Linked DNA regions of Mus musculus: region 1 is linked to region 2. Evidence: chromatin contacts called from public Micro-C data. All regions are on one chromosome and are shown on one strand. Each heading gives the region's core, a stretch centred on a gene start, on an enhancer-like site or on the middle of the called end of the contact. The rest is flanking DNA. Distances are from core to core; before and after follow the strand shown. Region 1 holds the start of Uggt2 (UDP-glucose glycoprotein glucosyltransferase 2). Region 2 overlaps Uggt2 (UDP-glucose glycoprotein glucosyltransferase 2).

The links. Hi-C and Micro-C count contacts between places; a contact is called where the count stands out from the background.
Region 1: a contact with region 2 is called in a Micro-C map of the HL-1 cell line, with 2.7 times the contacts expected there. The contact joins the promoter of Uggt2 here to the enhancer-like site in region 2. A contact is called at or near these places in 6 of 484 Hi-C or Micro-C datasets (the HL-1 cell line, cortical neurons, cumulus cells and 2 more), 1 of 115 datasets of contacts at active chromatin or transcription factors (embryonic stem cells) and 3 of 9 other capture datasets (adipose tissue, liver and pancreatic islet).

The regions. Positions count from the first base shown.
Region 1 is chr14:119,095,281-119,101,336 of GRCm38.p6, reverse strand. It overlaps Uggt2 (UDP-glucose glycoprotein glucosyltransferase 2), which reads left to right and starts at 1,903. Exons shown (of 39, transcript NM_001081252.2): 1 at 1,903-2,126; 2 at 5,948-6,030. The coding sequence starts at 1,996. Gm16835 (predicted gene, 16835) reads right to left here and starts at 2,372. Exons shown (of 7, transcript NR_153786.1): 1 at 1,262-2,372; 2 at 823-1,049; 3 at 173-305.
Region 2 is chr14:119,041,546-119,047,566 of GRCm38.p6, reverse strand. Uggt2 (UDP-glucose glycoprotein glucosyltransferase 2) reads left to right here. Exons shown (of 39, transcript NM_001081252.2): 20 at 2,976-3,067; 21 at 4,765-4,971; 22 at 5,943-6,021. Among named protein-coding and RNA genes, the nearest start is that of Gm16835, 54 kb to the left of the region's middle. Within about 2 kb of position 3,591, at least 8 of the 459 cell types and tissues checked have an H3K27ac peak or open chromatin away from gene starts, as enhancers often do. A contact at or near this core is called in the HL-1 cell line, where this site is marked.

The sequences.
Region 1 (6,056 bases), core at 654-3,153, 55 kb before region 2:
CCAAAAAAATAAAAAAAAATAAAAAAAGGGAAATAGGAAATGCTAACAAATGGTTACAGCTCTAAAATCTGTTGAGTTCGTGGCCAACCCAGGGGTTATTGATTCTTAGAACTTATTGATCAAATTTTATAATTTACTGATTTCAGAGTCCCTGGCCATTTTGCTGACTTACGTGTGCTTTGTTAGGTTTTTGCAGTTGGGTTTTTCTGTCTACACCAGGCAATTCCATAGAGAAAAAAATGTGAAGGTCACCCACTTGTGTCCTCTTATCTTCAGGCAAAGAAACAGCCCTGGAGAGATGGTCTCTGTGAGAAAATGTTCTAAAGTCATTTCCGTTCTAGGAAAATACCGTAAGAGATAAAGTGTGTAATTGTGTGAATGAATGGTCACTATTAAGTGAATTTCATTCTCTCCAAACCAATGGTGTAGCATGTCCACTTCTCTGAATTCAACAGGAATTAGGATTCTTAGTATGTAACTTTAGTTATTATCTTATTAACTTATTTCTAACTTGAGTTTATTATGTCCTTTAATAATATATTGCATGTGACTTATACAGCAAGTCTTTTTTTTTTTTTTTTTTTTTTTTTGAGTAAAGATTGGCATTGTATGAGACATGCTGCCATTTAAGGCTGGCTCTGTCAACATCTGATTTCCTTCTATCCCACATCTCAACCAAAAATGAAAAAACGAAAACAAAACATGTTAAGGATTCACAATATACTTTTCCTCAGGCTCCATGACGGGAAAGCAAGTTCGGCGCCCTTAGGTAAACTTCCCGTCTACCTACCCAGGACCTACCCAGGCCTTTTCGATACTTACTGATCCTCGGCATAAATTGTTCCAGAAATGAGTGAGGCATGAGTCCTCAGAGAAAAGTGCCATCTACAGTAGGAAGTAAGTAAGTTCTGCGTTCAGGTCCTAAAGTGAAAATCCAGCGACACGACAGCTGACAAAAGAGTCACTGGGAGAGAAGTCAGTAGTGAAGGTGCCACTTTGGCGTCGAGATTCACCTGAGCAGATTTTTGAACAGCATCTTCTAAAGAAAACTAAACACGTGAGGGTAAATGGAGTGCTTTCTCTCTTTCTCTGCCTCTCTTCATCTGTCTCGTGTGTGTGTGTGTGTGTGTGTGTGTGTGTGTGTGTGTGTGTGTTGGCAGCTGGAAGAGATGGGGTGTACCCACAGAGCAGAGGTGTACACAAATGGGAAGCAAGGGCTCTGTGCTCCTCCTGAACTACTTTTTCCCCACTTTTCTCTTACATTTCACTGCTATCATTTTCCGACTTTTCTTTTTCTATTCAGCTGTAATCTCTTGAAGCAGCGCCTCTCAGTCTTGTGGGGCACAGGAATCACCTGGGCCTTCCAAGGGGCTGAGAGTCAGGACACTTCTGCACCCAACTCCAAAAGCAAGTGGCAGGCCTGAGATGCCACTTCTGATAGCAGCAGGAGACCACTGAATCCTGGGGGGTGGGGGTGGCAGTGGCGGGGAGCGAGGTCCAGCCCTCAGAACCAGCCAGAGAGCAGGGAAAGCCCACTGATAGATAGATAAATCACAGCTCTCCCAACAGTGCACACAGGAGTCGCCTGCGCCTTTTTACGTCATTTTTGAGGCCTACTCTCGCTCCTGCTCCCCCCAGGTGATGCTAACCGGAAAGCTGGCCCTCACCCAGGGTCCCTGACCAGCGGGGCTGGGGCAGCTCCAGCTAGCGGTAGATTGGCATGGAAGGCTGGGTTCCCCAGACCCGGCGGCGGACCCTCCGAAAATCCTCGCGGCGGCCCTGCGTAGGCAAGGGGCCGATGTCCACCCGGGGGCTCCCCCCACTGCGCCCCTGGACCTCGCTGGCCACGCATGCGCACGCCCACGACCGGCGGACTAACGGACTGCAGCTCCCCCCACCGGAAGTGGACGGCGGAGCACCGGGAGGACCAGACCGTAGCGTGGCGTCTCGCGCTTCCCTCGGCGTGCCTTGGTGCGGGCCAGAGCCACGAAGGGGATGAGGCTGCTCCTGCGCTCCGTCGCGCTGTGGCTCGCCCTGCTCGGCGCCAGCACGGCGACTGCGTCCAAGGCGGTGACCGCCCACTTGACTGCGAAGTGGCCCGAGACCCCGCTGCTGCTGGAGGCCAGGTGGGTGCCCAGGCCCGGCTAGCGCCGCGGCCGGGGAGTGGCGGCGGGCGGAGGGACCCGGCATCCCTGAGACATCCCCTCCCGCAAGATGCTGTCAGACCTCGCGATTCAGGGTCGCTCACAGTCCCATGTCCCCTCAGATCCAGTGTCCGCCCAGTCCTGACGGCAATCCGAGGCGTTCTCCCGCCTGACCCCAGCATCCGCTTAGATTTGCAGTCCTCTGGAGCGAGCCCGCGCCCCCTTAGCGTCCCGAGCCGCACACTCCATCCCCTCAGACCTAATCAGAGGCTCTCAGATAGGGTTTCATCTCGTCGTCCACCCACCCCGCGCCCCCCCACACCCATAGCACCAATGCTCTAGATGGTCCCTGGACAACTCTTGCCACTCACTCGCCCCACCTTTCCCACGCACCTACGATTTTTAAAACTTCTGTGTCCCAAGTTTATTCCTGTTCCTGCGCTCTTGTTGATGTAGAGGGCAGAATGTGGCCTTTAGTGCAAGCTCTTCTGCAAAGTTCTAGTCAGCAGATAGTGCTTTGGAGTATAATTTTGATTTATATCCAAAATTAACAGTGGAGAAGGCAGTTTCTCGGTTACACCCTCCCCCCCAAATATCTCATCCAAAGGGATTTGTTTTCCGTTCTGTTTAGTTACCTTGTAGAAAGCAGACAATCGTAATCCCGCAAGCAGAAATGGCAACTCTGCTTCTCATGGTGATACACCTTTGTAATCCCTGGGGATTACATGAGTCTGTGGCTAGTCTGAAGTTACAAAAGGGAAACTTTGTCTCAAATTTAGTTCTTTAATATTGAGCATAAGCAGTTTTGTAACTGTTTTTTATGAATTTACAAGACAACATCCCATGGTTCTACAAAACAAAGGAAAAATCCACCACTATATTGCCTTGCCTTTACTTGATGGCACACAGCGTTTATTGACTAGGAGATTCTAGCTCAAATGTATCTGCTTCCTCTTATCTACAGTGCGTCCTGGCAGTGCATGGACCGGATCCTACATTTAGTCCCAGTCAGTCAATTTTTTTATTATGTATTTATTCTCTCCTAAACTATATATCCAGACTGCAGTTTCCCCTCCCTCCCCAACCTCCCATCTCCCCTAGAACCCTATTTCCTTCAGAAAATAGCAGGCTTCTCAGGATATCAACTGAACATGGCATAGCCAGTTACAGTAACACTAGCCACAAAAGGCTGAGTGAGGCAACACAGTAAGAGGAAAGGGTCTAAGAGCAGGCAGAAGAGTCAGGGACTTCCTCTCCCAGTGTTAGGAGTCCCGCAAGAACACCAGACTATACAACCATAACATATATGCAAAAAGTCTAGTGCAGACCCACAAGGGTTTGGTGGTTGCTGCTCCAGTCTCTGTGAGCCCTTATGATCCTGCTTAGTTGATTCTGTGGGCTGTGGTGGTGGCCTCACCCCCATGACTCCTACACTTCTTCTTCCCCATCTCCTGCAGGGTTTGTTTGTTTGTTTGTTTGTTTTGTTTTGTTTGTTTGTTTTAACAGTTAGCTGTATTGTTGGTGTTTTAGTTTCATGAATTCCAGATTATCACTTCTGTAGAATGTTCCTTAAAGCTTTTGACAACCTAGTCTGAGCCAAATTTGACACCCTCTTTACTTTGTGGTAGGTTGAATGGCAACTCCCACAAAGATATGTCCACATCCTAACGCCCAAATCTGTCAATGGTCAAGTTTTTTGCAAACCTAATTGAGAATATTGGGGCATTTTTAATTAACTTAGTGGGCCCCAAGTCCAGGGTCATGACACATAAAAATACTTAAGAAGGTCATGCAAGGTTAGAGTCAGAGATTGGAGTTAAGTAGCCTCAAGTCACAGCATCTGAAGCCAATAAAACGAGCAGAGGCAAGAACAGTCTCTTCTAGAGTCTTAAAAAGTACTAAAGTACCATCCATTCACTGATTTTGGACCTGTGACATCTAGAGTCATAAGAGAATGTCTTTGTTTTTGAAGCCACCATAGTTTTGGCAACTTGTTACAACAGCACTGGGAAATTCGTGTAGATTTTGATATCGAAAATAGGATCTCAATGCAACAAGAACCCAAAACTGTGAAGTAGCTGTGAGTTTGGGCTACAAGAATTTTGAGAACTGTAGAAAAGGTCTATATCACCTTGAGGAGGCTACTAAAATAATGGTAATTCTGGTGAGGACTCTGTGAGTGTGGTAGAACTAGCTGTTGTTTTCTGGAGAATGAATAGTCTTGAATAAGATGTTGGTAAAAACATGGGTATTGAAAGTAGTTATGGGAAGGATTCAAAAGGGATGTGTTATTTATTGGAAGCAAGAGAAAGGGTGGGTCTTGATATATATCGACCGTATATACCGGCTAACGTAGGTTCAGCCACTTGTGAACACCAACTTGGACAGTTGTCCGTTACCTGAGGAGATTTTCAAGAACTATCCAGGATGCCACCTTGTAGCTCTTTGCTGCATAAGCTACAGGATGAAGAGAGAAATAAGCCATGGGAAAATGAGGCTACCCTTTGCTATTTGGAAATTTTCTCAGGCTGTTTATATTGGAAAGGATATGAAAATTAGGAAACTATCAATGTGATCTGGAGAGATGGCCAAGGCCAGGAAGGTCACTACCATTTGTTTAATGTAGGGAGGCGACTCCTGGGTCTATTCAGCCATTCAGCTGCAACTGTGGACGGTGGCAATTCCAGAATACCTACAAAACTGTCTAGAGCAGGGCTATAGTGAGAAAAATACGTATAACCAAGTGCTGTCGTATGAATGGATCATACCTTTACCTACAGCTACCCAGTGCAGGTTGGGTATCCCACATCTGATTCCCAAGTAGTTTAAAACCCAAAAATTGTTAGTGTGAACATGACTCCAAAGTGGAAAATTCTATACCTAATTCTATATCCTCTGAGCTTTCAGGGAAATGGTATGGTATAGTCTCTTGAGGGGTGAACACTTCACAGACAAGTCCTCTTTACACTTTAGCCAGCTTCAAGTTGTTGTATTAATTTCCCTCTGATGCACAAAGATTTCCTAATGAGGATTTGAGAGCTACATTAACCTGTGGGTGTAAAAATAAGATTTTAGAAGGCAGCTTGATATTATGCCCATTTAGCAAAACAATAATGGGTTCTCTCCTAGGACCTATAACATCCCCCTTGAGACGTTCTTCGCAAAGTTTATAGTACCAAACATGAGTTTCCTCCTGTCTAGTGACTCTTAAGTCCAATCAGAAAATAGTTGATTACTCTCACACATTCATGCCACTCTTGATACAATGGGCGTCCTTTTCCAGGCTGGTCGTCATTGCAGTGTGCAGACACAGACGTTAAGTGTTAAGACCATTGATGAGTTTTCTCCCCAAACGGTCTGCCGTTTGATTTCTTCATGTCTCCTGGTCTTTGGTATCTTTAGCAATAGGCTATTATATATGACTTTTACATAGTATTTATAGAGCTAATTATGTTAATGAACAATAAATGATCCCTATATTTACTATTTACCTTTAATATTCTCATTTTTTCTCACCTTAATGATATTTCATGTTGAGAGAAAAACAAATGACACATTTCTAAGTAGTTGATAATGATAAGGAAATGCCAAAAAATAATATATAGTATAATCTTTTTGACATAATTATATATATATAATTACTTCAGGTGAAAATTTCAATTCATTTTCATATTGTGTTATGGTAAATAGATATCAGTAATTTAATATTACTTTTGGAGTTCGTCATAAAATATTTTGTTCTATAGTGTAGTTTATAGCATCTAACTTATTTTTTGTTTTCATTGATGGATATTTTTAAACAGTGAATTTATGGCAGAAGAAAGTAATGAAAAGTTTTGGCAGTTTGTGGAAACAGTAAGAGAACTGGCAGTTTATAAGCAGACAGGTAAGTGATGCGCACATTTTAGCATA
Region 2 (6,021 bases), core at 2,342-4,841:
GAAGGCGGGTGGAGCTGTGTCTCTCAGGTTCCAGTAGGCTTCCTGTGTGTTTCCTGTTAGAGCTGTCCTCTGGGGATGCAGGCAGAGCTGTAGGACAGTGTGCCATGCATGCTGCTCTGAATGTCTGCTGGTGTAAGCACAGACCAGAAGTCCACCCACCCGCCCACGTGGGGTAGAGCCCAGGGTTTCTCGGCTTGCTGGGGTTCCCTAGGTGGAGGGGGCTCACCTATCCCAGCAGGTTAGAGCCAGACTGGAGATGTATAATTTTTAAAAGTTCTGTAGATTGAATCCAAATTCACCTGGATATTTCTGCATTACTTTCTAATAGATTTCAAAATTTTATGTTCAAAGGTTTTGTTTCTATAAGAAATCCAACATGTAATAAATAGTGTGTTTCCTCCTCGTGGTGGCAGGCCATGACCTCAAGTGCGTCACATAAAGGCAAAAGAGTCAAAGATCAGGCTAAGTTATATCTCAGAATGACTCTGGCTAATATACCAGTTTATCCTAAAGCATGCAATTGGATGAAATATCTCCCAATTTAAAGGAATATTAACTGAAAAATCTTATGTCTGTATTTATCATGAGGAAGAAACATACAGTTCTGAGGATTTAACACTTGAAATCCGAGCTGTGGTAGTGACAGTAGGGCAGAATCAGTTTCCTAACTTCCTCCTTTAAAGAGAAAGTCCAGGGTACGTGGAGGAAGGGTCTTGAAGCTGTTAGTAAAATCAATGCCATCCTTTTATTACGTTGTTTTTCTCATTTCTAAAGCTACTTTACTGTAAAAATTATACATTATAAATATTGCTACAACAGTAATAACTGTAGTTTCAAATATACTCAATTTTCATTACCTCAGAGTTTTTTGTTTGTTTTTTGTGATAATTATTTTGAATCAGTCACCTGGTCTGAAGGAGCAGTTTTTCTGTGGGGTGTACTGGCAGCCCAAGAAGTATTATTTTGTGTGCTGTGTACTGGTGCTGGATGGAATTGTAATCATTGAACTGTGACGTCAGAATTGAAAATGGAGATTAGGGAGAACTCAGCCCATCGTGTTGGAAAAGCAAGCATAGGTTCTTAGGTGTGTCCCCAGAGACACTGCTGTATCTCATCTTGTGGAGGGGGGAAAGGTAGACCCTTAGGCTCCCTGGCTAACCAGCCTCGTCTAATTGGTGAGTTCTATGCCAGAATGAGAGTTTGTGCCTCAAAAAAGAGACAGGCTGCACCTGAGAAACACACGAGGTTGTCCCCTGGCTGTTATACACATGTGTCCATGTACCCACGTACAGATGTGTGCCTACATACACACATTAAAAATGCTTTCCTTCTCAGGGCTCCAGTTTTTCATTTTCTATAAATAGAGTTAATTACTATTGGTAGTAAACCTTAGTAGAGATTAAATGATGATAAACAGAAATTACTATCACTGTTATTTGTATTCACTAGAGATACATGGTAAACAATAAATATCATGGAATAATATATATCCCACCCCAGGAAAAACATATATGCAAGGCAGTTTACAACACTGGGTCCGTGAAAGACATAGGGCAGTTTTCTTTCCTGGTGAAAATATCTCACGGTGGTCCCAGATCATCCTCCTCCTCCTCTTCTTTCCCCTACCCCTCTTCCTCTTCCTCCTCCTCTTCTTCCTCCTATCCCTCTTCCTTTTCCTCTTCCTCCTCTTCTTCCCCTATCCCTCTTCCTCTTCCTCCTCCTCCTCTTTTTCCCCCTATCCCTCTTCCTCTTCCTCCTCCTCTTCTTCCCCCTATCCCTCTTCCTCTTCCTCCTCCTCCTCTTCTTCCCCCTATCCCTCTTCCTCTTCCTCCTCTTCCTCCTCCTCCTCTTCTTCCCCCTATCCCTCTTCCTCTTGCTCCTCCTCCTCTTCCTCCTCCTTCTCCTCTTCTTCCCCCTATCCCTCTTCCTCTTCCTCCTCCTCCTCTTCCTCCTCCTCCTCTTCTTCCCCCTATCCCTCTTCCTCTTCCTCCTCCTCCTCTTCTTCCACCCATCCCCTCTTCCTCTTCTTCCCCCTATCCTCTTCCTCTTCCTCCTCCTCTTCTTCCCCATCCCTCTTCCTCTTCCTCCTCCTCTTCTTTCCCCTATCCCTCTTCCTCTTCCTCCTCCTCCTCTTCCTCCTCCTTCTCCTCTTCTTCCTCCTATCCCTCTTCCTCTTCCTCCTCTTCCTCCTCCTCCTCTTCTTCCCCCTATCCCTCTTCTTCTTCCTCCTCTTCTTCCCCCATCCCTCTTCCTCTTCCTCCTCCTCCTCTTCCTCCTCCTCCTCCTCTTCCTCCTCTTCTTCCTCTTCCTCCTCTTCTTCCCCCTACCCCTCTTCCTCCTCCTCCTTCTCTTCCTCCTCCTCCTCTTCTTCTTTCCCCTACCCCTCTTCCTCTTCCTCCTCCTCTTCCTCCTCCTCTTCCTCCTCTTCTTCCTCTTCCTCCTCTTCTTCCCCCTACCCCTCTTCCTCCTCCTCCTTCTCTTCCTCCTCCTCCTCCTCTTCTTCTTCTTTCCCCTACCCCTCTTCCTCTTCCTCCTCCTCTTCCTCTCTGCTGCTGCTGCTTTTTTGCTGAGTTTTTGTATGTGTATATGTGTGTCTGCATTTATATGAAATGTACTTAATATTCTTAAACAGTAACAGAGAGACAGAGAAGGTGCATATAAAACACAGTTTTTGTTTTGGTTTTTTTTTTGGTTTGGTTTTGTTTTTGGTTTTTGAGACAGGGTTTCTCTGTGTAGCCCTGACTGTCCTGGAACTCACTTTGTAGACCAGGCTGGCCTCGAACTCAGAAATCTGCCTGCCTCTGCCTCCCGAGTGCTGGGATTAAAGGCGTGTGCCACCACGCCCGGCCAGTTTTTTTTTTTTTTAAATATCTTTAGGGTACTTATTTTGTGGGGTTTTTAACTGGAAATTTTCTTTTCCTTTTAGTTTGATCTTAGAAAAAAAATAATTTTACTTGACTATTTGAAATTTTCAGATGCTGTAATATCTCCAGTCACTCTGTGGATTATTGCTGATTTTGATGTGCCGTCTGGGAGAAAACTGCTTTTTAATGCATTGAAGCACATGGTGAGTATGAACTTCTGAGTCGAGGGTCAGTGTTCAGTCAGTCAGTACATAGACTGAGGAGACTACGTCAGGAATTCGCACTCCATTTAAACCAGGTAACTACCCAGGGTAAAAGCTGCTGTCTCCAGTGAGCTGAGACTGCACTGCACTAACAGCAGCCATGATGGCAGCTTTGTCACGCAGTTTGTCAGCTCACCATGCTCAAGAGAACTTCATCTATAAACTACATCAACCTTCTCTGTTGTTGTTAGAAGTAATTATAAATCAATTCTTAGCAGTGGTTTCTGTATTTCAGGATATTCTTTAAATGAATGTCTGTGCTTCTAAGTGAGTATGTATGTGTATATTTTAAAAATTAAGAAATACATCAAAATGTTTTATGACATTTTTATATTAGCTAATTGTAAATTTATTGCTGTACCGCAAATTACTGAAACCACGATGACCGTGACTTTCCTTGCCCTTGTGAAGTTCAGTGTGAAGAGCATCTCAGATAAGGACTAAGCCGCTCATGAGGAGGTGACTCAGCTGTGCCTTCAGCTGCACCGTCTGACAGGAAATAAATGCCAGCCTGCTTAGATGGCTCACTTAAGTACCTATTGACAAATGAACCAAGTGCTTCATTCCATTGCTACATAAACCGTGTGTGTGTGTGTGTGTGTGTGTGTGTGTGTGTGTGTATGTGTGCGTGTGTGCATGTGTGCATGCATGTGTGTGTGAAAATGTTTGCATGTGTGCATGTGTATGTGCCTGTGTGTGTGTGCGTGTGCATGTATGTGTGTGCACACATGTGTGCGTGTGTGCATGTGTGTGTGTGCCTATATGTGTGTGTGTGTGTGTGTGTGTGTGTGTGTGTGTGTGTTTTGCTTAAAACAGTCAAGTATCTTTACAGTAGTTAATTTAAAATCTTAAAGATAAACAAGTCAGGCCAGATGATGTGGTGAGTAAGGGCACATGTTGCCAAATCTGAGGACCTGAGTTCCAGCCACAGGACCTGCATGGTAGAAGCAAAATCCCAACTCCTGCAGGGTGTCCTATGACCCTCACTTGTACGCCATGGGACATGCCCACACACATTAAAATGAATGTAGAATAGAGCAAAATTATTTTTCTTAAAAGCACTAGTTTTGAGTAATGGAAATATTTAGAATTGTAAAAGGATATATTGGACACAGGAAAAATGAAAAAAGATAATCTTTGTTTAATAACATTATCATACACCTATAGTTTTTTCCTGATCTTTAAATTGCTTTTTGATTATTTAAATAGTTAGAAATGGAGTTACCTGAAATCCTATGACTAACGAATGCTGTATAAGAGGATTATATCAATCCTTACTCATGGGCATGATTGCAAAAATGCTCCAAGTGTAAACATTGAAAACAAATATTTATATGGTCATACTTTGCATATTGTGAACATATAAGTTACTAGAATTAATTTTTCTGTTTAAATAGTTTGCTATTAGGTCTGTTTATAATCATGAAAATTACAACAAATAAGAAATTAAATTTTAGTGAATATGCCATGCTTATGCTGGCATCAAAACTTCAAGTACTAGAAACCAACATCACAGAGTTTAATGTAAAGCTTTAGAGAGCATGTGGGTAAGTGCAGGGACCTCGATGACAAAGAAGAATGCTCAGCTGGAAAAGGCTGTATCCAGTACTGGTCTAACCTGTCAATGTGGTTTTCAGGAAACAAGTTTTCATAGTCGATTAGGGATTGTTTATAATCCCACATCAAAGATAAATGAAGAGAGCACAGTCATTTCTAGAGGAATTTTGGCAGCTTTCCTTACACATAAAAACAAGCACTTGAGAAGCTTTCTCAGGAGACTGGCAGAAGAAGAAACTGCTGAAGCGATTTATTCTGGGGATAAAGTTCAAACATTCCTTGCTGTGGTGAGTACACAATTACATGTATCATCTGTGTGCACATGTGTATGTCTGCTTTGTATTTCAAAACTATGATTTATATACTTAGGAGTAGCATGTTATGGAAGTATGTTAATAAGTATAAGAAGTTGGGAATGACATGTGGTTGTACGATGAGGGAATTGGTGTCAGTGAGCTGAGAGAGCCCGGAGCTCCTGTCAACTTCAGCCACTGGCTCCTTGTAGCTATTGTATACTTAACATTCGAATTTGTTTCTCAATCGTGCTGGCCGTATTTTAAGTGCTGAATATCCATGTGTGGCCATAGTTACCGTATTGAACGTGCAGTAGACAATTTCTATCCTCATAAGCATGCACGGCAGCTTGCCTAACCCTTCCGACCCCAAAGCCTCCTGGTGGTGCTCAGGTATAAGACAGCAAGGCAAATTGTAGGTATATTAAAGTTTGGAAGTACTGAGAGCAAGAAGTGGACCTCAGTGTGAAGCTGAGTAAATGCTCTTCCTGACTTTCTAGAATATCCTTATAGTTGTTCACTCTGACCAAGGGCCACTGTTTAAATACAGTTACTGCGTCGCCCTTTTGTAATTGCTGCACTGAGGGGAGATGGCGCGTTTTATCTTAAACACTATTTTTCAAGAGCATCTAATGTGAGATTCTGAGTTCAGAATTTAATGAACATTTCATTTCCTTAATATTAAATTTTATTTAAACTGATGTTTACAAACATTTTAATAATCTACAAATTCCCCTTAAATGGTCAAATAATGAATAATTTATGACCATATATTTGTGGGAAAAGATTTAAAGGCTTTGTGAATGATTTGGCAAAAGAGTATCATTTCTTTAAAATATTCCTTCAGAAGAAAATAATATTATAAACATAATTTGCATAATTTTATTAATATTAATAAAGTAGAACTTAATTACATAAATGAATTGTATTCTATCACTTCATCTTTTGATTCATTTTAACCTCAGGAGATGGATAAGAATGCTTTTGAGAAAAAATATAATACCGTTGGAGTAAATATTTTCCGGACTCACCAGTTATTCTGTC